4 separate regions of the Mus musculus genome follow, and all the other regions are linked to region 3. The links are chromatin contacts, called in public HiChIP or PLAC-seq maps. All regions are on one chromosome and are shown on one strand. Each heading gives the region's core, a stretch centred on a gene start, on an enhancer-like site or on the middle of the called end of the contact. The rest is flanking DNA. Distances are from core to core; before and after follow the strand shown.

Region 1 (6,950 bases), core at 470-2,969, 170 kb after region 3:
CGTAGCAGACCGCACACAGTTTACTGCAGTTTGCTTGTCACTTCTATTTCCACTCAATAAATGAGGAAACTACGGCCCAAGAAAGCCAAGTGATGAGGTCAGATTAATAAAGGCTCAAGAAAGGGAATTTGGATTCATTCCGGAAGTATTACACCATTGATGAAATTTTTTTAATAATTATTTCTCTTTAGTCATTAACTTTACAGTTATTAAGTCTCTCCTTCACCTTCTGTAACCAGTCCCCTGATAGCATCCAATATATGCAGGGAGCTGTGACAGGGCCATGAGGAGCTGAAGGCATAGGTACCAGGTACTCTAGAGTGCTGTGGCAGTCTCAGGAGATGGGCAGAAGTTTAAAATTTGCCAGTGTTGCGTAACATTTTAATAAATGTGTTTTCTCTATTTCAGTGGTTCACTAGTAGACTAGGGGACTTTTCTAATCATGGCTAGAGAGTAGACATAAAAACAGAAACACTAAACAATAAGCATTCTGTTTCCTATATTTCCCAGAATTAAGTAGAACCTGCCTATTTTAAGTGTTTTTGATGAGGGAAGCATTTCATCATCTCTGTCTCCTTTAACATGGAATCTTGTTGATCAGTGTTTACAAAGATGTATCTGTTTATCAAGATCCTCATACCTAACTCACCTATGCAGACGCAGTCTTAGAGAAGCCATGACGTGCAAACGCCTGTCATAAGGAAAACTTTTAAGTATCTGATCAAAGTGATTCATTGAGCTGATTAGCATAAGACTTTTTCTCCAGGGTCCGTTATTCCCATGCCTATCACTGACTCACTGGGTGTCCCTCTCTAGTAGAAAAGGTGGGTCACAGGGTACTTCTACATTCCACACTTCATAACACACAAGCAGATTCGTGAGGGCTGTTCAGCTAATGTTGCCAGTAGTGTCACCTCTAAGAAAATGGGATCATAAATATCACAGGAGGCTTTAGATAAGAAAGCAATGTCCTAAGTCACTCTTAAAATATTTATATATATTTATAAATGGAGGGCTAGGCCTGTAGTTCAGTTGCTTATCCAGAATACATGAGGCTCTGGATTTAGTTCCCACCCCCAAAAGAGTTGACACAAGATATTTTGCTTCTTTGTACTAAATTTAAAAGGTGGTAAAATTATTTCAGATAAGTCACAGTCTGAAACTATTGTTCAAATGACTTCTGCCTGAAAAATGGACAACCAGAGAAAGAAAAACGACATTTATTATTACCTGAGCAAAGAGGTCAGCCTGAATTGGAATCTCTTTGCACTGACACCTACAACAGTGGAACCTCACTGCCCTCCTATCCTGGTTAAGAAGCCCCGCACAACCAGCATCAGAATGTGCTCCTGGCCAGTGACTGCCAACTAGAGGGAGGGAACCCAGAAGCCAGACTCACAGCGCCATGTAAGGGACGTTTGTGCTCTAACACATGCCTAAGTTGGAACCTGTTTGTCCTGTGACTCAGCCCCAGCAATGGGAGCCGTACACTCAGCCATCCTCAGTGCATCTTCATCACAGGCTTCCATTCAAGGCTGAAGGGCTGCATCCTGAAAAGGCAGCACTGCAACCTGTCTGTCCCCAGCATCGTATCCTCATGCTCTAGTATACCACTGCCACACTGATGTGTGGCAGCCTCCTCTTTACTCCTCACCTTCCATAGCTGGGGCTATGGGCACCAGAGAGGAATTGGATCTGCTCTGGCACGTGCTCAACACATGGGCTTAATGTACCGCAGCCCAAGCCAGCTGAGTCAGACTGGTTGAGGAAGAGAGAGCTGAACTAACTACTGAAGAAAGGGGAAGGAAAACCAGCACCTCCTTCCAGGCCCCTTTCTGATGTCCTACAGAGTGGTCATGTGAAGGCTGACCTTAATGTAGACAGATGTGCAAGTGAATACATACAGATATAGATAACAGAGAATACCATTTGAATAAAATATATGGACCATACTAAAGTTGTGGTGAATGGAAGATAGCTTAGTTGGCAAAGTGCTTGCCATGCACGCATAAGGAGCTGAACATGAACCCCAGAACCCACATGAAAAACTTGAGCATGGTAGTGCATGCTTGTAAATCCAGCCCTGGGGTTACAAAGACAGGCAGATTCCCTGAGACACAGTGGCTGACTAGCCTAGCTTAGCCTACTTGGCAAGCTGCAGGCCAGAGGGAAACCTTGTCTCAGGAAAGAAGATGGACATCTCCTGAGGACACTGTGCTCCTCATGCCTCAGCACACACACACAAACACACATACGTGAACAGTAAACAAACACATTTAAGGTACCGTTTCTCAACCTGATAGCTAAATTAAAAGCTATAGAACATCAAAAGGAGGACTTTAGTCTGCAGGCTCTGCTGCTTATCCTCCTCAGTAGGAGCAGGTTAAAAGTAATCCACTGGTATTTCTGCTCATGGGGATCAAAGCAGTAAGGCTGGCTGAACCCTCATGTCTTATTTCCTTCAGCTGGGAAACTCTCCATGGAAATCACCCCATGCCCCAGAAAGCCACTCTTAACAAATGGGCCCTGGAGACACCAGAAAGGAGCGTTTGCCTCATTTTACTGTTGCAGCATTTGCTAGGACTGTCACTGGGGAGGCAGAGGGCCATGTCGCGTAGTGATTAAGACTGCAGATGGCTTGATCTAGGACAAGCGAAGGACCGAAACCCTCCTTATCTGCAGTCATCCTCTACAAGAGGAAAGTAATCACTGTCTTTACCGTGTAGTCCTGTTCTAAGGACTGAAGGAAATAACACAAACGCAGCACTTTGAATGGTATGTATTTGATGTGTGTCCCGTGTATGCCATCGGTGTTGGAATGGAAGAGCAGGAGGTTGGGGTTTGTTTTCACATATGGTATTTTCTCTGAAGTCAGTGGAGATAGAGGAGTCACGGAAAGTTTATTGGAGGAGATGAGTTTTGACCTTGGTCTTGAAGGATGAAATTGACTGAGATTAGCAAATAGAAATCAGAACTACATTCCAGAAGGGACCCTACAGGGATGGAGGGGTCAGAGGCTTGCACCTGCTCCTGTGCCTGTCTTTCCTCCTCTGCGGTTCATTTCTATACTTCTTAGCTCCTTATTTCCCTTCATCATTTTAAAATGATGAAAATCATCTATTGCCATGACAACACAATGGAGTCTCGAGCTCTTGCAGCTTTGCTTCTTATTCAGAAGTGGTGTCTGTCAAGGCCATTTGAGCAAATATGTCTCGTTCCCCTCCTCCCTCCCTCCCCCCCCCCTCTCTCTCTCTCTCTTCCATTAACCAGCTCAGAATGGGATTGATAAACTGTCAATAATAATCACAGACAATGGTGGAACGAGTCCCCGTGGTACTGACATGTAGGAGCCTGAAGAACCAGCAGTGCCAATCTCAGAGGTGTGGTTGGTTTTTAAAGGGAGCTGTTTAGCAGCTCCCCACTGTTCTCTAATCTGGGTAGTATGTTTACCTAGTACGCAGATATTTCTAGCAATAGACAAGAATAGAAACAGAGCTATCACACTAATTCACCTTTCCCAAACCTATCAGATACAAAACTGTATAAAAAGATACAATGTTAAGCTGCCGTGTGATTTTGCTTGTTAGTCACGGGACTTCCCAGCCACAGAGAAAAGTATGAACCTCAGGAGGAGTTTGGGGAGCTTCTCTGCCCCCACCTCATTCCAGATAACAAGACAGCGACAGGTAGCACCCAGTTACAGCCACGCTTCCCGCTCCCACGGGACTCTGCAGAAAGCCTTCCTTCATTGGCAGTGTGCTAGTTCATGAGGTAGTGTAGTGTGCCTTCAGAAAGTTCCCGCAGTTAGGAAGTTTTATCTGCATTAAACGGGAGCTTCTTCGGGCTGGAGAGATGGCTCAGTGGTTAAGAGCACTGACTGCTCTTCCAAAGGTCCTGAGTTCAAATCCCAGCAACCACATGAGAATTCACAACCATCTGTAATGATGGATGACGCCCTCTTCTGGTGTGCCTTCAGCTTCAGTGTACTTACATATAATAATAAATAAATCTTTAGGCCAGCCAGAGCGAGCGGGGCTGGCTGGAGTGAGCAACCTTCGTTCCCAGCAACCACATGATAGCTCACAACCATCAGTACAGCTACCCATATAGACTAAATAAATAAATACATACATATATAAAATCTGGGGGGGGGACCAACTACAGCCTCTCCATAATTAGCAAATCAGGGTTACAAATTCCAAATGGGCACAATTTAAATTGTGTCTGAGGTCAGATTACAGTTTGGTCAAAATTAGTATTGTATGTTGTTGCTTTGCTTGCTCGCTTTCTAAATAATGGATATGATGAGGGAAGGGAGGCTCAGCAGGAAATGGCCAGGACCCCGTGCATGTGTAAGTCCCTCTCGCTGAAGAGATTTGTTTTCTCTTGACATGAACAGTAGACTGGATTTTATCTTGAATGTCTTTCATAATAAATCTCTGTGGGATATTCAAAATGGGCCCTTTCATACTGCAAATACTCTCTCCCACTTTCCCTAGTAATTTCAGAGTGGGTCAGGGCTAGGTGGATGGTACAGGGCTGTGGTTGCCCAGGGTCCCACCTGGCAAGGGACAGCAGAGCCAAAACTAGAACACCATTTGCAGGGACACATTGGGAGCCAACCTCTATCTTCACATGGGTCCTTGACTTACAGATCATGGCCCTGCAGCAGAACATATTCCCATTTCAGGAGACTGTAAAAGGAGCCACTGTGTTTGGGTCATTTAATCAAGTACAAGTGACAGTGACAGAAGTCTTGAGTGAAGAACAGAGTAGCACGCCTTCTGCATCCCCCTTGGGAACTTTCCCGGAATGAATTCCCAGCTCCATCCCTGGTCCCAGAAGCACTATGTACCTGTGCAGGTGGGAGGGATACTCCACAGCCAACCACAGGACATCAAACAGTTCTGCTCAGGACCAGCGACTACTCCCGACACACAGCAAAGAGCAGCAGGCCCTCCCCACTCCCCAGCTTTCACATTGGCTCCACATCGCCATTGCTTTTCCTGCTATCCAGGTTCATGAACTTGTTCCTGGGGACTCGCTCTCTAATTCTTGGCACAGATACAGTTACCTGTAGCCCCTGAGATCTGCTGAGGCAGTGCTACTACAGCGCCCAAGGCAATATCTATCGGGGGAGCTTTTTATTGTGGATAAACCCATGGGCTTTTTAAAATTAGAAATAATTCATGTATTGTATAATCCACCAATTTACTGTGTACAGTTCACTAGGGAGATTGCACATTAGTTTTTTAAATTATGGTAAAGCATGAAATTTAACATTTTAGCCATTCGGTGGCACTGATTGTCACCATTATCTATTCTAAAACTTTTCTGTCATTCAAACCCAATATTCTGTATCCACTAAATAATTTTATATTTTTCTCTGCCTACCCTATTCTCCAGACCTCTGATATCTGTAACCTTTTTTCCCTTTTGAATGAGTTTGCCTATTCTACATGTTTCTTGTGTTGACTCATGCAGAATTTGTGTCTGGCTTATTTTAAGTGATACATAGGGTTCATATAAGAACTTCACTCAAAGGTTTGGAGAGATGGCTGGAGAGTTCAGAGCACATAATACCCTTCAGGAGACCTAGGCCCATATCAGGAGGCTCATAACTGCCTGTAACTCCAGGTCAAGGGCATCCCGTTGTCTCTGGCTTCTGTAGGCACTTGCACACGTGCGCACACACTCACTCTCTCACACACACATATACACAACAATTAATAAGTACGTAAATATGAAGAGCTGTAAATCTATGTGACCAGTTCATTCCTCACCTTCTTTTGGGTTCTTAACAATTGTCATCTGGAAGAGTCCTTTGACAGTTCATCGTGGGAGGCTGTGTGACATCCGTTATTCTAACTGGTTACTTTAGAGCTTTTACCGTTTAACTTGTCATGTTGTAATACAGTCTCCCACCGAGCTTTTCATCTTCAAGGACAGAGGCGTGCTTCTGTTTCTCTGCATAGCTATTCCCTGTGGCACTGACTGTAGATCTCCAAGATCCCAAACTAATGACTTGTCTTTTTCTTCCCTATCAATCTTCGGGCTTAACATAGAGTAGACAAGAAGCTTCCTCAGTAAGTCCTGGTAAGGTTTCATGCAGAGCTGCTTTCCCGTGTTATAAAAGAGTACAAGTTGAATAGCCTTTATCTAAAAGGGTTGACTTGAGATGCCAGGTATGATGGCACACGCCTTTAATCCTAGCACTTAAGAGGCAGAGGCAGGCGGATCTCTAAATTTGAGGCTAGTCTAGACTACGTAGTGGAATCCTGTCTTTGATAAGGCTTGGATGGGGGCCTGCACAGGTCTGAGCTAGATGGGGTCCCAGCCCTGAGAGGGGAAGTGAGCACATGGCCCTGTCCCTAACACAGAAGCTGTTTTCAAGTGATAACCACTTAGGAAGAATTAGCTCCCCAGAGGAATCTCACTGGTGTGCGAACCACACGTATGGGCAGGCCCGTGCCCAGCACCAAACAGCCAACACAAAATGAACTCAGTGGCATTTTTGGAGGACTTTTGTTTCCTAGTGATTTCTCTGAGCATCTTTTTGTATATACTTTACAAGTCATTTGCTTATATATTGTGGTTTCTGACTGTTTTTGTAGGACTTCTCTGTGTGGATGAGGGAGTGTCTGCTTCTACATTTCCTCACTCCTTTCTGCTTCCTTGTTTTGTCCTATGCTGATTTGTTTGTATATTTTTGTGGGGTTTTGGTGGTGCATGTGTGTGTGTGTCTGTGTGTGTGTGTGTGTGTGTGTGTGAGAGAGAGAGAGAGAGAGAGAGAGCATGGGTAATGAGAGAGAGAGAAAAGGTGTGGATTGAGGTAGAGAGGATCTGGAAGAAGTTGAGGGAGAAGGAACCATGACCAGAACACATTATTTGAAAAAAATCTAGACACATGCCTTTAATCCCAGCACTTGGGAGGCTGAGGCAGGCAGAAT
Region 2 (7,214 bases), core at 3,610-6,109, 240 kb after region 3:
GATGGGTGACTTGGCACTACTCATCACATTTGAAGTTGTGGCCACCCTTCAGCGCAGCAATTTCACTCAACGGAATCTGTTCTGAGATACTCAAGAGATGTGCTCTTTAAACAACACAGTACAAGATTGTAGATGGAGTTATCCCCACAGCATGGGCAGCACTGAGGTATTTAACCACAGTAACAGTTCAAATGCTCACCAGCAGAGGCAGACATTAAAAATAAAGATAGCGTTGATACACGGGCAGTAATGGTTAGTGAGTGCCATTACAAACACCCTGGAGGCTACAGTGCCAAACATCACTCTCAATGAGAACCAGAGATGGAAACAGGCAGCTGTTGCAGGCGCCTGAAAGCGGCAGCTCCCATGTGCTTGGTTCTCTGGCCTTACAAAGAGGGGGGTGGGGAGGGAGGAAGAGAGAGAGAGAGAGGGAGAGAGACAGAGAGAGAGAGAACGCGCTCTGGTCTCTTACCTCCTTCTGAGTGTCCCTGCTTGAGACTATATACAATGGAATGACCTAAGACTCCAGGCCAGACACTAACCCCCAACCACCTTGGAGCTTAATCTCTTAAGATTTTCACCATGGAAATGGTTTCTATCTAGTTCCCCAATTTCAGCCTGTCTCCTAGCTGATTTTAGAGTTACCGCTTCAGAACGGGAAATGGCACAGTAGCCCTAATGAGGTTCTGTTGAAACTCTTGGAGGGGAAGCTATTTCTTCCTGTCAAAGAATGCCTTGGGTGGATAACTAACATTCTAAACTACCCGAAACATAAGAGTTACCCCACTGGGCTGCTTGCTGAGCCACCACACGGAACTCCAAGTGAGGGCAAGTGAGAGAAGACGGGAGGAAGGAAGGATGGCAGTGGATGTCTGACCTTCTTTTCAGCATCTGACCCATCTCCTCCAAGGATCTGGATAACTCACTAGCTTCCATCATAGCAGTTAGAAACGGCTTCTGGCACCAAGGCTCTTGTAGCAGTGCAATGAGAGCAAAGCCTGACTCTTATTTTAAAGGAACCTTCCAGACTTGGAAGGACTTGGGCTTCCTGCCACTGGCATTTGAGTAAATGAGATGCTAACCGTGACGGTTAGTTTAAAATGTTAACCTGGCACAACCTATAATGACCTGGGAAGAGTCTTAATTGAAGAGTAATCTAGATCAGGCTGCCAGTGGGCATATCTGTGCAAGACTGTCTTGATTGGCCATTGATGTGGGAAAAGCCCAGCCCAGGTGGCCTCATTCCTAAGCCAGAAGTTTTGAACTGTGTAAGAGAAGTCAAGCTAAGCACAGACAAACAAGGAACACGAATTCACGTCTTTCTCTCTGCTCCAGACTGTGGACATGTGACTGCCCTGACTTTCCCTCAGGAATGAAATAGAACTGAAACTAGAACACCAAAGCTTAGCAAAGGAACAGGACACACAGTAAAAAGAAAGATACACGGTGTCTCGTGAAGCCCAGAAGATTGAACGAATGAGCCTGGCGCCCAGCCACGATCAGGAACCTCGAGACTGGGGCAGTATTTGCAGATCTTCCGGCAGCTGCTTCCCCGATGGTTCTGATACTTCCAGCTCTGCCTTTCCCACATTTGGAGTGCCAGATTCCTAAAAGGAACACCTCACTTGCCACTGAGGCCGTCACAAACATGCTGAGTTGACCACCCAGGATGGCAGAGCCCTCCCAGGAAGCCAGCTTACTAGGTGGGAAGAGCTGCTAGGGTAAAGTCCCACAGGCTGAGTGCGGTCAATTACCCCCTCAATTCTGGAGACCAGAAATTCAAGATCAAGGTGTCTGGAGGGCCAGTTCCTTAGGAGAGCATCTATTCTTTCCCTTTTTCCTGGCTTCTCAGAGCTTGCTGACATCCCTCATGATTTCCTTAGTGTTTTTGTTTGTTTGGCTTCTGGATGCATTATCCTGATCCCCGCCTTCAAGTTCTGGCATTTTCTCTGTGCACAGGTCTCTCAATGTCTTCTTTTTCTAGAGACACAAGCTACATTGGGTTAGTGTAACCTTCTCTCAACGAATTACCTCCTCAGTGACTCTGTTTCTAGCTGAAGGAAGACTTTGATATATAAACCTGTATCGGGTGGGAAACATTTCCCCCTGAAATAATGAAAATGGGGAGAAGCTGAAGACAGCAGACCTGAGACAGCAGAGCCTAAGGGAAGGAGGAAAGCCAGTCAGCTTTGGTGTTGGGGAAAGTGTGGGTGAGAGGGACTCTAAGGCAAGAAAAGTACTCAGGTATGTTGGTGCATGCCTGCAGTCCCAGTGCTCAGAGGTGGAGGCAGGAGAATCAGGAGTTTAAAGCCATCTCCATCCGCTTCATCTCCAGGTTTGGGAGAACCTGGGTTGCTGGGAAACTCTAAAACAAGTAACAACAAAACAAAACAGGAAGAGAGTGAGAAAAGGGCCATGTCGAACCGTCAAAGGCTCCAGGGGCCACCATACAAAGAAGAGCACCTGCTGGACTTGGTGACAAGGGTGCCTGCTCCCTACAAGGAAGATGTTGGGCCGGGCGTGGTGGCGCATGCCTTTAATCCCAGCACTTGGGAGGCAGAGGCAGGCGGATTTCTGAGTTCGAGGCCAGCCTGGTCTACAGAGTGAATTCCAGGACAGCCAGGGCTACACAGAGAAACCCTGTCTCAAAAAAAAGAAAAGAAAAGAAAAGAAAGGAAAGGAAAGGAAAGGAAAGGAAAGGAAAGGAAAGGAAAGGAAAGGAAAGGAAAGGAAAGGAAAGGAAAGGAAAGAAAAAAGAAAAGAAAAATTCTAGCCTGGCAGTGGTGGTGCTCGCCTTTAATCTCAGCACTTGGGAGGCAGACAGGGGCAGGCAGATTTCTGATTTCTAGGCCAGCCTGGTCTACAGAGTGAGTTCCAGGACAGCCAGGACTACACAGAGAAACCCTGTCTCGAAAAAAAGGAAAGGTAGAAAGAGCAGAGGTTTAAAATGCACTAGGGACATGGACTGAGGGTGGGACAGTTCTGTTAAGAGAAGGTTGATGGTGACAAAGGGCGCTAGGGATTATGCCAGGTGTGAGCTCCATCACTGAGCTATTCCCCCCACCATTTTTTCAGTCTGGGTTTTTGTTGTTTGTTTTTTGAGACTCTCCTGTAGCTCAGGTTGGCTTGGAAATCATCATGTATGGTCTGGAGCTGCTGATGTCCCAAGTGCTGGGGTTACAGGCAACCTATAATCACAGTCCCATGCCTTTTAAGATGCATTTTCATGGAACTAGGAGAAGACAGCTCAGTTGGTAAGGGGCCTGTTGTGCAAACACAAGGGCTTGAGTGTGACCTCCAGAATGAATGTCTTGTTCACCTGAAGTCAGACTTTGACTGAATTGAACTACCCCTTGTTGTTGTTCTTTTTTGCTGTTGTTTTTCTTTTTTGTTTGTTTGTTTGTTTGTTTTTGTTTGTTTTATTTTGTTTTCCAGACAGGGTTTCTCTAGGTAGCCTTAGCTGTCCTGGAACTCACTCTGTAGACCAGACTGGCCTCAAACTCAGAGATCCGCCTGCCTCTGTCTCCCAAGTGCTGGGATTAAAGGCGTCCACCACCATGCCCGGCGAGCTGTTGTTTTTCAAGACAGGGTTTCTCTGTGCAGTCCCAGGTGTCCTGGAACTTGCTCTGTAGACCAGGCTGACCTCAAACTCAACTGCCTCTGCTTTAAACTACCTCTTTTATCTGCTAGCCCTACCCTGGAGTACTGGTTAAAAACAGTAGTGGCCTCATGCCTCTTCAGACTCAGGAAGTTCGGAAGGGACCTTAACAAATCTGTATTTTAAAAGGCTATTTAGGAACTGGAGAGATGTTTGTCAATAAGAACTTGCTGCCCTATCATCAGAAATCAAGTTCAAATCTCAACACCGACATCCAGCAGTTCACAAATGCCTGCAACTCGAGGTTCAAAATAGCTGAGCTTCAAAAAGCAGGCATATGCTACATACATGTCAACACTACAAGTAAGTCTATAATAACAAAAATTGTATTCAAGCCAAGTGTAGTGGTGCATGCCTTTAATCTCAGCATGCTTTTAACTCCGTGAGTTCCAGGACAGCCTGATCTACATAGCGAGTTCTAAGACAACCAGGACTACCTAGAGAGATTGTCTCAAAAAACAAAATGAAACCAAAACGGCAAAACAAAATAAAATACAACAACAACAACAAAAATCAAGACAAACAGAAAAATCCACAAAGCTCTCCACAAAGCTGTCTTCGAACCATCATGCTACCTCACTAAGCTGGTAGAGCACATGACACTTCATGGGGAAATGAGCATTCTCTCCTTGATTTTTTTATTTCGTTTTTATTTTTGTTTGTTTCACTATAAACTCAGGCTGGTCTGAACTTGCTATGTAGACCAGGCTGGCCTCAAACTCACAGAGATGTCTCTGCTGCCAGAGTGATGGGATTACAGGCATGGACCAAAGCGTCTGGCTCATTCCTCGTTCTCCGTGTTAAGTCTACAAGTAGTCAAGCTCCCAGAGTTGGAATCAGGACTTCAACCTTTCACTCGCTTCCAAACCACAACCGGTGACCCTGTCGCCATCACTTTTCCTTGTTCTGATATGTCTGAAGTCCTTATCCACGCAGATTTAGCCAATCCCTTCCCACTCAGTCTACAACTGAATCCACCCGCAGCACAGAGCCAGCAGGGGTAACGGGTGGGGCTCGGGATGAAGGAGAGGAAGGAATCTGCCAGTCTCTGGGTTCCCAGTGCTGCCTTAAGAGCCACCGCCCACTCTGTGACTCGCTCAACCGGGTCCTCCCAGCAACCGGTGCCACGGAAAGGCCAGGCTGGAGTTCCGAGGGTGTGGCCAATCCATAGCCACAGCCAATCACACAGGGTCCTCTAGTGAAGCTGTTAGTTGACAACGTGAACGACCCGAAACTTCTGGGGACCCAGCCTAGAACGCGACGCTCGCACGGCGAGTCTCGAGTCGGCGCGGAGGACGGAGCGGACCCGGGAAGCGTCTAGAGGAGGCCAGGGTGAGACCGGGTCCCCAGAGGAGCCCTCGGAAAGCTCGGGAATGGAGCCGCCGCAGGTCCCGGCGGAGGCGCCCCAACCCAGGGCCTCCGAAGACAGCCCGAGGCCGGAGCGGACCGGGTGGGAGGAGCCGGACGCGCAGCCCCAGGAGCTCCCGGAGAAGTCTCCGTCTCCAGCCCTGTCCGGTTCCCCTCGCGTACCGCCGCTCAGTCTGGGCTACGGCGCCTTCCGCCGCCTGGGCTCGTGCAGCCGCGAGCTGCCGTCTCCGAGCCCCTCGTGGGCCGAGCAGCCCCGGGATGGAGAGGCGGAGCTGGAGCCCTGGACGGCGTCAGGAGAGCCCGCACCCGCGTCCTGGGCGCCCGTGGAGCTGCAGGTGGACGTGCGCGTGAAGCCCGTGGGCGCGGCTGGGGCTAGTCGCGCGCCCTCGCCTGCGCCGTCCACGCGCTTTCTCACCGTGCCAGTGCCCGAATCGCCAGCCTTCGCCCGCCGCTCCGCTCCCACGCTCCAGTGGCTGCCCCGCGCCCCGTCACCAGGCTCCACGTGGAGCCGAGGATCGCCGCTTGCCGCGAACGCCACCGAGTCTGTCAGCCCCGCTGAGGGTTGCATGGTCCCCCCGGGCTCGCCCGCCTGCCGCTGCCGCTGCCGCGAGCCCGGACTGACCAAAGAAGATGACGCGCTGCTGCAGCGCGCAGGCATAGATGGCAAGAAACTGCCGCGGGCCATCACGCTCATAGGTGAGTGCTCAAAAGTGCTCGTGCCCGGTCCCTGAACTAGACTAACCAGAAGCCAATCTGGCTGCCCCCAAATCCATCCTGCTTCTGTCTCAGAATTAATAAGAATCAACCCAGGATCCTGCCCCTAGCCCTCCTCCCGGAAACTTTCCTTCCTTCTTAGTGTGCGCAGCATCTTGGAGAAGTAGAACTCTGGGTAAGGTGAGGGGAGATGATTCAGAATCACGTGGCAGTGGTGGCCTGGGTACACTTCCAAGGGCTGGGCTCCTTTCCGCCTTCAGGAGGGTCACCCATCAGCACACACGCTGAGCTGGCCCCGCGCCAGATGGCATGTGTTTTGCTTTGCGTGTGAAGGAGAGGCAAGTCTAGCAGTGCAGAAAGCCCCTGTGTTGGTTTACTTTTTCTTACTGTGATAAAATGCTGACCAAAAACAACTTGGGGAGGAAAGGTTGTATTTGCCTTACAGGTTATAGTTTATCATCATGGGAAGCCAAAGCAGGAACCTGGAGGCGGGAACAGGGGAACAGTAGCAAAACCACGGAGGAAAGCTGTTTACTGGCTTTCTGCTCGGCTTTCTTTCTTGTACCACCCACCCCACCTGCACCCGCCCGTAGTAATTAAGAAAATGCCCTACAGATTTGCCTACAATCTGTACTTGCCAATCTGGTGGGTGCATTTTCTCAAGGGAGGTTCCGCTTTCCAGAAAATCTTAGCTTGTGCCAAGTTGACAAAACAGTAACCAGTACAGCCCCCTAAAGGTTGTTAGTTAGAGTAAGGAATTGCTCTGTTGTGGTTGGTTTACTGGGCCACCCTAGGTCGTGGGTGGCGGAGGTTCATATTAGCCTTGAGAGAACAGAGAAGCCTGAAGGGACTAGAACCTTGCCCAGTAAGCAAACTGCCCAAACGTGGGGCAGTGGAAAAGTTAAGCGGTAGGGAGCACCCAGGAGTCCTTGGGGGGGGGGGGGGGAGCTCAGAGATCACGAAAAACTTTTAGAACTCTGTGAGCAGATTTCTGCAATGTGGAATGGGTTCGCCATTGCTATTGCAAGTTTCCCACACGCTCGCTCGGTGCCTCTAGTTGATGCAAACTTGGTATCTTGCATCAGAGGTCTGACACAGGCTCCCTAGTCTAAGGAGATGCTATCAGCAGGGCAGTGCTTCTCTCACTGAGGCTCCGGGGCAATTCCCTTACTTCACCTCAGTGAGAGATCCTTCACTGTTGATCCCAAGTAGTATTAGGTGGGATCTGTCTGCTCTGGCACTTTGCCTCCCTCCTCTCAGGTAAGGACCCTCGTGATTACACTGAGACCAGGACAGCCTCGATTTCAGGGCCAGCTGAGCAGTACCCTCACCTCCATCTGAACTTTAATTCCTCTTTGACAAATGGCCCTAGTTTTGTCACTGTTCTAGGGATAATGTCATGCTCCTCTTTAGGGAGATGTTATACCAGCCTATAGCTTTTTAATCTATGTTTTATATTTTTAAATTTTTTATT
Region 3 (6,834 bases), core at 2,934-5,433:
TCCTCTCCAAGTTGCCTTTGGGTTGCTTTTGGCCATTATGTTTCATAACAGAAATAGTAACCTTAACCGAGACAGGGTTAGACTCCCTGGAACTAGAGTTATGCATGGTCTCTAGCTACCATGTGGATAATGAGAACTCTGGGTCCTCTGCAAGAGTAGCGAGTGCTCTTAACCACTGAGCTATCTGTCCAGCCCACAGCTATGTCTTCTTAATTCACCTTTCAACAAATTGAAGCAAAGCTTTACTCTCTCAGGAGCTAGAAATGTGGGCAAGCCTTCGCCTCATTTCAGCAACGGGAGTTGCTTACAGGACAAATTGTGTATTTATGCCTACAGTTGTGAAAACACACACCATAGTATCTTCAAGGCCACCAGACAGAGAAAGAACCACCCATTATAGGCTGGGCCCTCCCCATCAATCACTAATTAAGAAAATGCCCTAGAGGTTTGTCTACAGTCCCGTACTATGGAGGCATTTTCTCAATTGAGACTCCCTTCTGATGACTCTAGTTTGTGTCAAGTTGACATAAAACTAGTCAGCACAGAGCCCCTCTTCTGACATCCTTGGGCACTGGGCATAAATGAAATGTACACACACACACACAGGGAAATGCTCAAACACATACAATAAAATAAACACCTTTCTTTTTTTTAAAGGAAAAGGTATTTTAAAAAGAAGACGATTACCAACTCCTTGCTAGTTTTCTTGTCTTATTTTTTCTCTTCTAAACATCTTATGTGTTTGTCAAATGAATCTATACAGACCTTTCCATCTCCTCTCATGGTGCTCTTAGAACCAGCTAGTACTGCACATCTTGCCCTTTGTTCTTCTAGGCATTGTAGTCCTCCTGTCTCCCTGACTGTCTTCCTGCCTGTCTGCCTGTCTGTCTCCCTGCCTGCTTGCCTGCCTGCCTGCCTGTCTGCCCAACTGTCCACCTGTCTCTCTGCCCTCTCATCCACAGACACTCTTTCTCCTCTTCCCATGGTTCAGACACTGGTGCTCCACAGGTCACCATCTCAGACCATCTTTCCTGTTCCCGTGCTTTCCCACAGTGGCACTTTGTAGTTAGCTTATGCCTAGTACCTACTTGACTGTGGCCACTACAGGGAAAAGAGATGATTAGTGCTCCTCAACCTGGAGGTTTGTAAAAATTGAAGTTCATTTCAGTACAGTTTTCCCATCTATTTGATACCAAAAATGCTAGCTCAGCTGTTGTTTGTTTGTTTGTTTCCTCAACTGAAGTTTTGCATCCATAAGGGACAGCTCTGGTCACAGTGGCCTAAAAAGGAGGTGCTTTTCTTTCTTGAGACTCCATTTCTTTGCCCACAGTGTCTGCTTTCCTATGGGAAGGAACATCAAGATGTTTTCAGATAACACAAGCCACTTTCATTTTATTGCATAGTGTGTGTGCCTGCGTGCATGCTTGCACATGCACACATGTGTGTCTGTCTATCTGGGAGGCATTCCAGAGAATAACAGAGACTAAGACTACCCAGATTATCTGCTGTGCACCAGCATCTTGGATGGAGTTAGAGGCCATTACTAGCCGGGGCAAATAGTGAGGTGAAGGCTATCCTAGCAAGCCTGATGGGAAACTTGCCCCAAGGAGCTGCCAGTACAGGTGGGGTAGAAGATTTACACCGAAAGGAGGATCATCCTAGGGAAAGAAAGGATGAAAATCAGTAGGGCTTTGGAATAGTAATCATTACCTCTTCTTGAACCCCTACTATTTAAACAAATTCTCTTGAATCTAATCTCAGAAGCAGTGGTGAGAAGTGTATGAAACACTTTGTTTGTTTGTTTGTTTGTTTGTTTAAAGTCAAGTTCCTAATCACTGTGCTGATACAGGTGAGGACACAATAAGTTATCATTACCACCCATTGCCTACATACACCAGGCAATGAATAGTTGCTAGGGATAACATGTTAAGTAAGACCTGTGTGGTTTCTGCCCTCATTGAGCTTATAGTTAGAGATACACTGCCCAGTATGGTAGCCACTAGCCACCCGTGCCTATTAGAATTAATGTTTAGTTCCTCAGGCACTAGCTGCATTTCATCATAAGTTCAGTGCCACAAGTGAATGGAGAGAGTTCTGTTGACCAGCATGGAAAGAGGCAGAGGAAGCAACAAGCAATTGCATATCTATGTAGTAAAGGCGGGGTAGAAACTGATGAGTGCAGGGGAGCGTATATTCATATTAATATTCTTATTATAATTAAGATGTAGAAACCAAGGTTCAGTGAGGTCAGACAAGGAGACCATGTTCATACACTTGCCAAGTGGGAGAACTAGGGTTTGAACTCAGGTTTGTCTTCTTCACATTATTTAGGTTGTTTTATGGAGGAAATGAGCCAACCTGCAGGGAGGTAGGAATTCTTTAAAGAGAGAAGACACCACTTGTGGGAATGTGACATTTTGGGCAAAGGCATAGATGAGCAAGGTTGGCAGAGGACCACAGGTAAACCAGTCGGGCTGGAGAGGCAGTGATTTGTTGAAATCATGTCCTAGGAGAGGTAAGTTGGAACCTGTCTGTCTTGACTAAAAGCCAAGGAACTAAGAGACTTAGCACTAGATGAAGGTGAGTCTTTAGAAGATAGAAGTAGGAGCATGGAGTGGCCAGAACCACTCCATTTGAGAGAGCAGCAGTATTTAGGAGCAACCGGCCATGAACAAATCTAGGGAAACCAGTTAAGGATTACAAGGGGATAGAAAGGGACAAGTGAAGAGTGTGAAGGAAGATCGTAGGGGCCTAAAGATCTAAAGTTAAGGTCCAATACTTTGTATCATTGGATAATATCCTTTACTGTTGTGGGCTTCTTGGACTGCAAAACGGCAAGGCAGGCCTAGATGATCTCTGAGGTTCCCCTTACCAATGGTCGCCTAGGAGTCTACAACGTGAAGAACATTAGAGTAAGGAAAGCACTAGTGTAATGTAATATGAAATATTGAGGCAAAGAAGATCGCCGTCAAGGACCATCCCAAGATGAAGTGAAACTTATTTTCCAGTAACAAAACCAGCCACGTGTGTGCAGGAGCTAGGTTGTTTTTTTATTTTTGGGTGGTGGATGGGCACGGGATACAGAAGCTGGAAAGATAGTGAGAAAACAATGGTCTTAAAAAGAAAAGAAAACAATGGGCTTGTTTTAAAGAAAGTTCTCCAGAGTTAGAGGTCATCATATTACATCCCCACCCTCAAGGTAGCTTCTAAACTGTTTTGGACCTATGATTTACAGGTAGGAAATACAATTTACATCAGGTGTCCAGTATTCATACCTGAAAATAAAGGGTTTATGAGACAAAATATTTTTTGCTGGATACTAATATTTTGTTGGCTTTTCAGAAGCTTTGTTGTCACCCACTTAATTTCTTTTATGAACTATTCATATATCAGGACTCAACAAGTTTTCGTAAGTTGGAGGCAAAAGGCAGGGCGTCCCGTGCAGACGTCCAGAAGCGAGCTGGAGAGGCAAATCAGGGCAGAGATCCAGGCTAGGAGAGTTTAGAGAACGTTTCGCTCCGGCCCGAGTGAGCAGAAAAAAAGCAAAACCCTGGAGCCACTAGGTGGGACCCTCCCACCCGGATGATGGAGGAGAGGGCTCTCCAAACATCGGGATCAGGCGTCCATCCTGACGTTGCGTTTTCCCCGAGCAGTTCAGGGAGCTCCCCCGACATTCTCCCGGGAGGACTACGCGCCCACTCCCTCCAGTCATTTCCCCCGCGTGTCGGCTAGAACGGAGCCCGCACGCGCTGGGGTGAAGACACTTTGCCCGGCAGCGGGACTGCTGTCGGCAGCAGCCGCTCGCGCTCCCCGGCCCGGTCGGCCGGCGCGCGCACACCCACGCGCGCACTCCCAAGCACGCACACACAAAGTTGTGGCCGCCTCCACCGCGGAGCTCCGGTCGGCGGCTGCGGGCCAGCGCACCGCGCTCTCGCCCAGCCCCGCTCGCACGGCCGCTCGGCTCCCCTCGGGCCGCGCTCGGCCCCCGCCGACGCCCCGCTCTGCCCTTCGGCTCGGCCCTCCCCGCCTCGCATCCGTGCCATCGGCGCTCGATTGCGCGCGGACTCCCTGGGGCTCTTCCCGGCTCGTTCGCTCGCGCTTGCCCGCCCGCCCGCTCGCGCCCGGCCGCGCCGCCCCGCCCCCGCCCCCTCCCCCTGCTCCTCACGGGCAACTTTTGCCGGCGCCCCCGCCTCACAGCCATGCGGAGCTGAGCTCCGGCCCGGGCCCTGGCCGCCGCAGCCCGCCCCGGCTCCCGCCCTCGCGGACCCGCCCGGCCCTTGGCCTCGGCGCCTTAGCCGCCCCGGGCCGGCCGAGCCCCCCGCGCAGGGCCCGGGCCGCGGCTACGGCGGCGGCGGCGGCGGCGGCGACGCGCCCGCCCGGCCCCCTCCCCCGGCGCCGGCCAAGTGAGGCGGTGATGCGGGCGCTGGCGGCCTGGGCTGCGCCGAGAGCGGAGACACAGGCTCAAGATGGCAGATTCCCACTGAGGCTGAGGGGGCCGAGCTCGCGCGCCGCGTTCCCTTCTCCGTTGCCATGAACCGCGGACACCCCGGCCCCGATGGCCCCCGTGTACGAAGGTAAGGGGCACCCGGCCCGCGATCCCCCCGCTCGCTCGGCCAGCCGCGGCCCCCGTAGCTTTGTTCTGCCCGCGGCCCCTCGCCCGGCAGCCCCCGGCCGCAGCCCCGGGCCCTGGTCCTGGGGGCTCGCGACCTTCCCCGGTGCCCCCATCCTGGGTCCAGACGGGACCGGAGCCGGCCTGGAGCAGGATCTTATTTCCAGGGCAGAGAAGGCGGCTGGGGGGTGTGTGCCGGTGGGCTGCTGCCCAAAGAAAAGAAATGGGGGCGGCGTGTGGGAAAAGACGGATCCGTGACTGCTTTCTGTTTATTTGTGATAAATGAAGGTGATGCGGTCCTCCCCCATTACCTTTAAACGATCTCCTTTCTACTTGTCCGTCCTCTCTGCTCCCTTTTCCAAACATCTCCACTCCCACCCCACACTCCTTTATTCTTCCCGAGCCTCCGATTTTTGGGGGGTGGTGGTGGTGGTGGTGGCTGTGGAATCCGATTGAAAGGGGCCAAGCGATGAGAGAGGGTTGAGATGAAAAGTCCATTTCAGACCCAGGCAGAACAATGAAATAGGCTCAAAATCTCCCCGCAGTTGGCGTGTGGAAGGGAGAATGTAGTTTGGCTTTTTGGGGGGGGCGGGGAAGGGGGTGCGAAAGAAGGTTTTCTGGCTCGGCCTGGGTAGATCGGTGCTGTGCACCTTCACCTGGCGTTGGCTGATTTTTTTCCCATTTGACTGTCTTTAGAAGAAAGAAAAGGTAAGGCGATACAGCTGCCTCGCGCACTCTTTCGGTTCTCTTCAGTCAGTTCCGTCAGCTTGCAGCGAGAAAATCAAGCCGGAATCAACTAAGTTTTTACTCTTCTATGGGGTTTTGTGTGCTTGTAGTACCGGGTATTTTTCAACCAAAGTGTGCCAGATTTTTTCAGTTATTTCGTCGTGAAAATGTTTCTCTCGTGAAATCATTGAAATAGCAGCCCTTTACATACTTTTAGCGTGGGTCCATCTGGCTTTCTTTCGGTTTTGTTCAGATATTCTGTGTATGAAATCGCAAATGAGAGGGAAACGGGTTTGCCAGGAACCAAGAGGAGGGGCTAGGGGAGATTGTAATCCTATAAACCCAGGGAACTGTTGGGCCGAGTGAAACAGGGATCTCATTAATAGTTTTATCTCTGTTAGGAGAGGCTGATTTAAAAAAAAAAAAAAAACTTATCTGAAAAGAAAATCTGTTATTAGTACCAGGGCTCTAAATGAATTAGGTTTCTGCATGGACTCTCTTACCATTCAGGCTCTGAATAACAAGGCTGTAAATAACCTATGGACTGTAAATATTTTTTCCAGAGTCTCTTAGAAACAAAGGGGCTGTTTAGAAAGCAACAGAGAAATGTTATTCCAGGGGCTTTCCTCTTTGATTCCGAAGAACACAAGGTCTATTTAACCGTTCCACACAACAAAACAAAATTTCGGATCACTCCACCACGTAGACTAGAAACATGCCAGTGGGGACGTGAACATGTAGGAGAACCCATGTCGGGCATTCATTGTTCATCTGTGTCTAGGGGAGGGGGGCTGCAGTCAAAGCTCCCACTGTCTAGAGTGTTAAAATGAAACAGTTTTCTCTTTATTAAGTACCTCCTTGAGACTCCCTCTGCTGGACACTCCGGGTGAGCATTTTAGAAAGAACTTGGCATTGAATTCACAACTGTAATAGAGGAATAAAAATTCCTCTTCCAGGAAGCTGGGGAGGTGGGTCGGGATGTATTTTGTCAACCTTGAACAAAGCCACCCTGGGAACTTCATTGATTATGTTGATTTCATTTGAAATCCATGAGGAATGTAGGCTAGCCCCCGGGGCTAAGTAAGACCCAGCACAGTTGGTCCTAGGACATTGTTCTTTTAGTGATTGTGTCGGAAAAGCAATTACAGGTGTGTAAAGTGTTACACTGTGGGACTGTGGGGTTCAGAGGTCTCTCTCTGCTTGGAGTTTTACTTTCCAGCCCTCCTCTATCCCAGGCAACCTAATTTGTCACCTCCTTTCCATCCTGGGTTTCCTTGGGCCTTGTCTGTGGGTTCTCTTAATTGTTCTTTTGTTTGTAGCTTTTTTTCTTCTTTGGGAGCATCTCTTACATCTCTAGAATTCTTTTCCTCCTCTTGCTCAGCACTTCTTCCCCACCAACCCAGAGTTACTCAGCCCAGAGCTCAGGCCTGTCTGGTCTTTTTGAGAGAGACTGTTAGGCATGCTATGAGACAGAGAAATGACCTCCGTAGTCAAGGCCT
Region 4 (7,460 bases), core at 857-3,356, 180 kb after region 3:
AATTCCATAAGGCAAGCTCTCCTTTCATGGCCCAGCCTGAGACTGCACACACACACACACACACACACACACACACACACACCCCACCAGCTACTGGATCACAGCACACTCCATCCTGGGTCTCACAGGCTTTGCCCCTCACTCATGTTTTTCCCTCTTATTTGCTTTACAAATTTTCAGTGGAGAAGCCTAAAGATTAAGCAAGCCTGAGATGTCCTTACCAAATTGGAAAGGAAAGGAAAGCTGTCCCTTCCTATAGCCAAAGAACCCTCACAAAGACATCTGGAGATGGACAGATGCATTCCCTGGTCCTTTCTGGGCAATATGACTTCAGTGACCTTCCATTTACCTTACCTTTCTATCCTGCCTTTTTTTTTTTTCATTGCAGTTATTTCAAAACCACTCATCTTCAAAGAGGAGTGGAGTAGTGGCCCTAAATGTTGCTACTCCAAGGAACTGATATCCCTCTAGCACTCCTTTGTGATTAATTGATCTCATGCTACTGTGGGAAGCTAGAAAACAAGCAAGCAACCTTCTCTGATGACCCCACACTGTATCCCAGGCTGAGAATGTGTAGGACGGGCTGGCAATGGCAGTATCGGCCCACTTGCCTTAGTCTCCACAAACAGACCCAGACAAGTCGGTCAAGCCACTAGAGAACCAAAGATGGCAAGATAAGGCTTAATTGCAAAAGGAACCTCATGAACTTTGGCACTATGGCTCACTGTAGTAACCGCCCGAGGAAAGGTTTCCCGAGTCTTTGGGGTAGCTCCTGAGAAGTAGCTCCAACCAGAAGCTCAGAGCTGCCAGAAAAGAGGTCCTGGAGGTTCCCTGTCACAGAACCTCCATGCTGCCTGACTTCTAAGCTAGAACCCCTCCCTGCCCCAATCCTTTGAGTGTCCCTCATCACAGACCCATCCAGGAGAGCATTATACTAATTGTCTCTTGCTGCACAAGAGCAGTGTCCCTCATGGAAGGACTCACTGACATTTGTTGAGTATCCACACACAATATGCCAAGCCCTTTCTCCATGTCCCCTCAGAGATCCATCCATGGGAAGAAGTCAACACCCACTATGTGACAGATAGAAAAGCTGGCCCTCTGAGGAAGTGGCATGTGTGAAAGGGGAACACGATGCATCTCAGAGCCCCCAGGTTCTGGTTTTCTTAATCCGATGTTCCCACTCCCTGTATGCCAAACACTGTGCTAAGAATTGCTGACGAGCCCTAGGACAGCAGCCGTGCAGGACCTGTGCAGAGGAGGCGCCTGGCTTGCAGACCCCGGGGCCTGCCCAGGCCACCTAGCTAATAAGAAGGGAAGTCAGATATTCTGTCTACTTGGCTCTAGAGCTGAGCTCACACACCAGCCTCAGCTGCCTCCCTTGTATAACAAGGACAGTCCTTTGCAGAATGTCACACTCTGCCTGCCCCCGTGTGACAGTGGACTTCAGCAGGTATGTGCAAAGAGGGTTCCTGGATTGGATGCAGGTGAAAGAGGCAGAGTTTGACGTTAAGAAAAGTCTCTGGGGAGTTCCTCGGGATTCCTGGAATTCCTGTTTCTAGCAACTAGCTTTAGCCACTCAGGCTGCTGCAGCTCCCATGAGAGTGCAGGGAAGGTGTTCTTTCTTTTAAATAAATACATAAAGATGATTTTTTTTCTTGCTTATAGTTAATCTTAGGAAGGCAATACTAAAAGTATATATTTTTTTCCAAAATGCTATTTTTTACTGTACTTGATAAATATCATGACAGCTCTGATCTCTGTAATAGGCCCGCTCTTCAGCTCTGCACAGAACCGGAAGCCAGGTTCATGCCAAATCTGTAAATACCATGTGGGTCTGTGTCCAGGAACTTCTGTTTTCTATGAAGAAACAGACAAAACAAAAAACAAACAAAAAAAAAACAAAAACAAGAAAAACCCAAACAAACAAAAACAAAAAAGGGGAGGGGGTAAAGGCAAGAGGACTTTTGGGAAGAGAACAAAATTGAATTTTCTTGCAGGAAACACCCTTCTCAAAGAGAAGGACAACAGCAAAAATGGGCAGAGCAGCCGCAGAACGGGAGGAGGAGGAGGCGTCGGTGGGGCCCATGGCGGCCCTGGGGTTGAGAGTGCTGTGCTAGAAGTTTCATTTCACCTAAGAGATGACAAAAATCTAGAAATGCTTTAGGGCTAGGCTTTAACTTCTTCAAACTCTGTTTTGGGTGGGTTTCTTGTTTCTCTTTTCTTGTAAAAATGTCTGTACTGACTGGCTCCAGGCTTGTTTGCCTAAATTCTTAGGTGGTTTACACAAGTTCTCAATTCTTGTAGAACTTTAAATCCATTGGAAGCAAACCCAGCCAGTGTAGATCTGAGGTCCTGGCTGGTGTCAGTAGGTGTTCTGGAACTCAGGCAGAGCACCTAACAAAATCTTCAGAAGGTTTTAGCTACATTATCTTACACAAACTGTGACCCTAATGGCAATAATTACCTCAAATGTGGGCATTCGTCCTGGTCTAGCCTTTTTTGAAATCATGTAGCCAGCTTGATCTTGTGATTTAAAAGACAATGAATTGTTCCCTGTGGGCTGAAAGTAAGGATTGACGCATACCCTGGTCACTGTTGCCTAAGTGAATTCTGAGAATAAAATTCTCATCATTACACCAGAAGTGAAACCAAGAAGAGATGATGATGTCTGCGTGTCATAATCAGCATGCTGTTCAAGTGCACAGAGCATGTTTCTCTAGGTAACGTGCCCTCTGAGTTCTCCACTATCAAGTAAATGACACAACTGACTGTAGATACTCATACAGACTTCTGGCTACATTTTATAGTTAAAGTATTTTATAGTTTACATTTAATCTGGTACTTTTTAAAAAGAAAATTGTTTATAACTGACATCTTCAACCACAGCGATTGACTGACTCTTGTTTTAGAAGCTGTCTCCCCAAGGCAGGCATGTTCCACTCATGCTGTGCCACAGCCTGATGCATGTGTTTCCCTTATTGTTGCTTTCCAGTGAACCTGAAAGAATGTGAAAGGAAGTCAAGAGGGAATGGGAAAGGGCGAGTCCTGAACCTGGGCCATCCGCAGAGTCCGGTGCCGTGTGCGCCAGAGCTTGGAGGGGCGGTGAGACTGATCCCCGCCGCCTCACCAACACTGTCTTGATATGAATGCTTCCTTTGTGACCGGGCCACTCACCTGGCAGTAGGTGATGCCGGCACTCAGCAGCTCTGCAGGTCTGGATGCTGCTCCTGGGTCCGCAGTGAACCTTGGTCAGCATTTTGAGAGGGAGAACAATACCCCTGTGCCCATGTTCACTGGCTGGATTTTCCACGTGTTGCTGGTTTTGTCAGTTTTTTTTTTTCTTTAAAACAAACCCCATGTAAAATAATGTGTACTTTAATTCACCCATTGCCTGGCTAAGATGTGAAACTCAGTTCAGAAGATGGCTTCAGAGCCAAAGGGCAGGGGTGGGCAGTGCGGGATGGTCCTGGAGACAGAGGGCTTTGCAGGGATGGAAGCAGGCTTCAGAGACATGAGCAAGAGAAGACAGGAAATGTCAATTTCCCTGACAGTTTTGTAAGGTTTGGGTTGGGTTTTTACTGGGGTATTTTGTTATGTTGTGTCTTTACGACAGGTTCTTACCATGTATCCCTGGCTGGTCTAGAACTCACAATGTGAACTGGGTTTTGTTTGGTTTTGGTTTTCTCTTGTGCCACCACTGAACTGTGGAGGACCCGTGGCGACCTGTGGTGACTCCTCACCGCCCATGTTTGGTTTGCGCTCACAGCATGCTCTTGTGTATGTTGAATGTCCTTGTAGAATGTTGTTCTCACGCTTCTTAGTCATATCCTAGGCGTGTGCGTGTGTGTGTGTGTGTGTGTGTGTGTGTGTGTGTGTGTGTGTGTGTGTGTGATTTGCTTTGCACTAATAAACCAAATGAATTTTGTCTCATTGTCTTTGAAGCTAACCCATGTTTTTAAAAGTGAGAGGTATGGAAATGGGCTTTTCATTATTATTTGAAAAGTAAATTCACTGTAGCATAAAAATAAAAAGGGCTCTGCTGTCTTCTCTTTAGTTCCCTCTCAACCAATTTCCAAATGACTCTCCTGGCCCCATCCCCACCTCTGGCTCCCCACCGCAGATCCATGCTCAGGCACTCAGGACTCCCAGAAAGCTCAGCTCTGGGAGCCATGCCCCTGCTCGCTGCCCGCCTGCCCGCCCGCCCGCCCGCCCGGCTGTTGGTCCATGGATTGCTCACGCTGTCAGTACTCTGGCTCAGGTTATGAGGAAGGACGTGGAAGTTGAAAGTGACTTAACTGTGCCATCCTCTAGCTTTCTATGACTCTGACACACACACACACACACACACACACACACACACACACACACACACACACCATGTGCCCTTCAAAGCAGAAGTCCTATTCACACTGCCTCCAAGTCTGTTGGCTTCCTGCCCTCCACATCCCTCTCTTGTGTTACTGCCCATTTAACGCTGGCTTTCTTCCATGGGTTACCTAGGACACAATCATTTATAGCCCCCAAAGCACCCTTCACCCCTTTAAGTGTGTATTTTAACCAAATGAAGTTGACAAGAAAGGCATATGTTGGGGCTGCAGGATTCCTAGTGTAGTAGAAGCATTGTATAGATAGAGATGTTGATATATATGTTTGTGTATATATATATCAAGCCAAATTTCTGATAGAAAAGTATAGCTTTATGGATGAGAAGGAAAAGGAGCCCTCTAGAGGTTGGAGCCAGCCTCGATGTGTCCAATGAGCAAGACACGCCGTGCTTCACGCGCAGCTAAGGCCCCAGGACCCGGCCCTGGCCTCACCTCTGCAAAGCTGGGGGGCCCCGAAGGCTCTGCTGCTCTCTGTGGGTCCCCAGCAATGAAGGCATAGGAGAGTGAGGAGACAGAGATCATAAGGACTGGAATTTTTCATCCCTTTTTGCTCTGGCCACCTGTTTTGAGCTACAGCCTGATTATATCACATTTCCAAAAAGTAGTACCATGAAGATGGCGAGAGAGATCTGTCACAATGCTTAGCTTTCGACTGCCTGTGGCTTCAGGATGCTCAGGACAGAAAGACACACTCCCCAAAACAAGAACATGGAGAAGGAGACCTGGCAGTACCCATCCCCAAGGCCAAGGAATGAGGCTCCCTCCCCCAGGTCATCTCACCTAGATCTTTCTCCCCCAGGTCATCTCAGCTCAGTCTTGATAGCCTCTGGAAAGCCCTGGCCTGTCGTGTTCCTTCACTGTGTGGTTTCTGTAATAAAGTGTTAATCCATGTTAACCTGTGTGGGGATTATCGCGTGCAACAGTATTTTCTCGTGTACCTCTTTCTCCTCTGTGACGTGTCCCTCTTTTTTTTATTTATAAATGTCTAATTTGGTTTTTTTTTTTTAAGGACAAACCAGTGTGTCGTAGACCTCTATGTAACCTGCTCCTTAGTCTCATTATAGGTATGTTATAAGGATGGATATTTTACTTGGCTTTAGAATGTTTTTCAAGAAAACTAATTCTTAACTGATGAAGTTGTTGCTACTAAAATGCTTGTTTTCATCATGACGTCGTGCGCTTCTAAATTAATCATCATTTTCGTTGTAGAAAAATGGAGTGAATTTATATTAGTCTTGGAAACTAATAATAGCATTGTAAATTTATGAGATGATTTTAACAGAAAAATTATAGAAGAATATAGTTATTTTAATTGTAATATTACTAACTGTAGGGTGAGGCGGGGTCCTGTTGTGGTGAACTGTTATAGCTTGTTACTCAGTTTCTTTTTGATCATTTTCTCGGTCTCTGAGGTGAAGCGAGTTATTAATTGAATCTGTAAACTCACATATGCATATTGTATATGTGTAGCGATGTGATCACACTGTCTTGGAATTACATTAAACTGTTTGGAATCACTGAACTTTGTCCAGCCGCTTCCTTAGCCAAGCCTCACTAGGGGGCGCCATTGCAAGTAACTGCTCTCTGTCTCTGAAAGGAGTCATAGTCCGCATGCTGGAGAGAGGTGGGCCTGTGGTCATTTCACTGCCAATCCTGTGCTAAGTCTCCTGGATCCCCATTACCTCTCAAGCCACGGTGACCCGATCTGTGCCCACATTCCTTCCCTGAGACCCGAGGCACGGCTGTCCCATGAGCTTGCCAGCATCCCTCCCGGGCCTACATCCTGCTTCTTCACCCTCAATAGCAAGACAACCTCGGTGTGGCACAGCCCCGTTGCCAGGGCTGCTGTCCCCACTGGAGCCTCACCCAGGCCTGCCTCCACCTACCCACCTTCCCCCAACGCACCCTACCTCAGAAAGCCTTGAAGATGTCACAGCTCCTGGCTTCCGTGATTTTGTTGTTTTGTTTTTAACTGTTCCTTTTCCCAGCCCATCAAACCCATTGCATTCGGGCTCGAGAATTTGCCTCTCCCGTGGACTTCATATGCAAGCAGCCATTCATGATTTGTCCTTTTAGGCCTGGCTAATTTTAATGAATAATGTTTTTAGGTTCGTTCATGTTATAGAGTGGATCGGAATTTCCTTTTGCGGACAGAATAGTATTCCATTACAAGAACATAGCACACTTTGCATGAACATCCGCCCTGCTTTCCCCTGGGGCTTTTCTAACACCACTGTGAACTTGGGAGAGCAAAAATCTCTTCAAACCTCTGCTTTTGGTTCTCCCCATATGTCTTACAGATGTGGGACTACTGGGTCACATGACAACTTTATGTTAAAGAGCCATCCTAGTGCCCCCATGGTGACTCAGTGTGCAGCTTCCATGTTCTCCTAGGCACTCTCATCCTGGCCCCTCAGGATCTTCTGCCTCCAGCTCTTGCGTGCTCCCTATTCATCCTTACCACTGGCCCTTAACTTCCCTTCGGTCTTCTCACCTCTGACCTCTGGAGCTGCATACATTACTCCCAACAGTGCACCTTCTGTAGAGCCACTCAGCTACCCAGCTGATAGAAAAGTACAGCTCTATGGACAGGAAGGAAGAGGAGCCCTTAGAGGTTGGAGCCAGCCTGTGTCTAACGAGCAAGACACCTGAGCAGCTAAGGTCCCAGTACCCAGCTCCTGAGATCTGTTGGTGTAATCCCCCAGCTCTGGATCCTCTCTACAGACCACTGACCTAGCAGATCTCCTAGCCCCATAGACCGCTGACCTAGCAGATCTCCTAGCCCCATAGACCACTGACCCTGTAGACAACAGACCCAGCAGACCGCTGACCCTGTAGACAACTGACCCAGCAGACCGCTGACCCTGTAGACAACTGACCCAGCAGACCGCTGACCCTGTAGACAACAGACCCAGCAGACCGCTGACCCTGTAGACAACAGACCCAGCAGACCGCTGACCCTGTAGACAACTGACCCAGCAGACCGCTGACCCTGTAGACAACTGACCCAGCAGACCGCTGACCCTGTAGACAACTGACCCAGCAGACCGCTGACCCTGTAGACAACTGACC

What was found. HiChIP or PLAC-seq counts read pairs in DNA pulled down with a chosen protein or histone mark.
Region 1: an H3K4me3 HiChIP or PLAC-seq map of bone marrow-derived macrophages shows a contact between it and region 3, with 4 times the contacts expected there. The contact joins the enhancer-like site here to the promoter of Hipk2 in region 3. A contact is called at or near these places in 14 of 39 promoter capture datasets (the 3T3-L1 cell line, 3T3-L1-derived adipocytes, the C10 cell line and 10 more), 2 of 484 Hi-C or Micro-C datasets (bone marrow-derived macrophages and hematopoietic stem and progenitor cells), 21 of 115 datasets of contacts at active chromatin or transcription factors (the 230-238 cell line, T-cell acute lymphoblastic leukemia, VIP interneurons and 14 more) and 2 of 9 other capture datasets (adipose tissue and liver).
Region 2: a contact with region 3 is called in an H3K4me3 HiChIP or PLAC-seq map of embryonic stem cells, with 19 read pairs. The contact joins the promoter of Klrg2 here to the promoter of Hipk2 in region 3. A contact is called at or near these places in 17 of 39 promoter capture datasets (the 3T3-L1 cell line, the C10 cell line, the HPC-7 cell line and 12 more), 1 of 15 datasets of contacts at CTCF or cohesin (large pre-B cells), 4 of 484 Hi-C or Micro-C datasets (embryonic stem cells, nephron progenitors and uterus), 13 of 115 datasets of contacts at active chromatin or transcription factors (the 230-238 cell line, bone marrow-derived macrophages, differentiating embryonic stem cells and 6 more) and 4 of 9 other capture datasets (adipose tissue, embryonic stem cells, liver and 1 more).
Region 4: an H3K27ac HiChIP or PLAC-seq map of microglia shows a contact between it and region 3, with 3 times the contacts expected there. The contact joins the enhancer-like site here to the promoter of Hipk2 in region 3. A contact is called at or near these places in 11 of 39 promoter capture datasets (the 3T3-L1 cell line, 3T3-L1-derived adipocytes, the C10 cell line and 6 more), 13 of 115 datasets of contacts at active chromatin or transcription factors (the 230-238 cell line, bone marrow-derived macrophages, embryonic hindbrain and 6 more) and 4 of 9 other capture datasets (adipose tissue, embryonic stem cells, liver and 1 more).

The regions. Positions count from the first base shown.
Region 1 is chr6:38,705,455-38,712,404 of GRCm38.p6, reverse strand. All of the region lies in intron 12 of Hipk2 (homeodomain interacting protein kinase 2), which reads left to right. Among named protein-coding and RNA genes, the nearest start is that of 4930502C15Rik, 29 kb to the left of the region's middle. Within about 2 kb of position 1,719, at least 54 of the 459 cell types and tissues checked have an H3K27ac peak or open chromatin away from gene starts, as enhancers often do. A contact at or near this core is called in 3T3-L1-derived adipocytes, adipose tissue and bone marrow-derived macrophages, where this site is marked.
Region 2 is chr6:38,634,884-38,642,097 of GRCm38.p6, reverse strand. It overlaps Klrg2 (killer cell lectin-like receptor subfamily G, member 2), which reads left to right and starts at 4,859. Exons shown (of 5, transcript NM_001033171.2): 1 at 4,859-5,722. The coding sequence starts at 5,032.
Region 3 is chr6:38,873,539-38,880,372 of GRCm38.p6, reverse strand. Hipk2 (homeodomain interacting protein kinase 2) reads left to right here and starts at 4,183. Exons shown (of 15, transcript NM_010433.2): 1 at 4,183-4,574. The coding sequence starts at 4,556. It also overlaps a transcript of Tbxas1 not described here.
Region 4 is chr6:38,685,962-38,693,421 of GRCm38.p6, reverse strand. It overlaps a transcript of Hipk2 not described here. Among named protein-coding and RNA genes, the nearest start is that of Clec2l, 27 kb to the right of the region's middle. Within about 2 kb of position 2,106, at least 20 of the 459 cell types and tissues checked have an H3K27ac peak or open chromatin away from gene starts, as enhancers often do. A contact at or near this core is called in microglia, where this site is marked.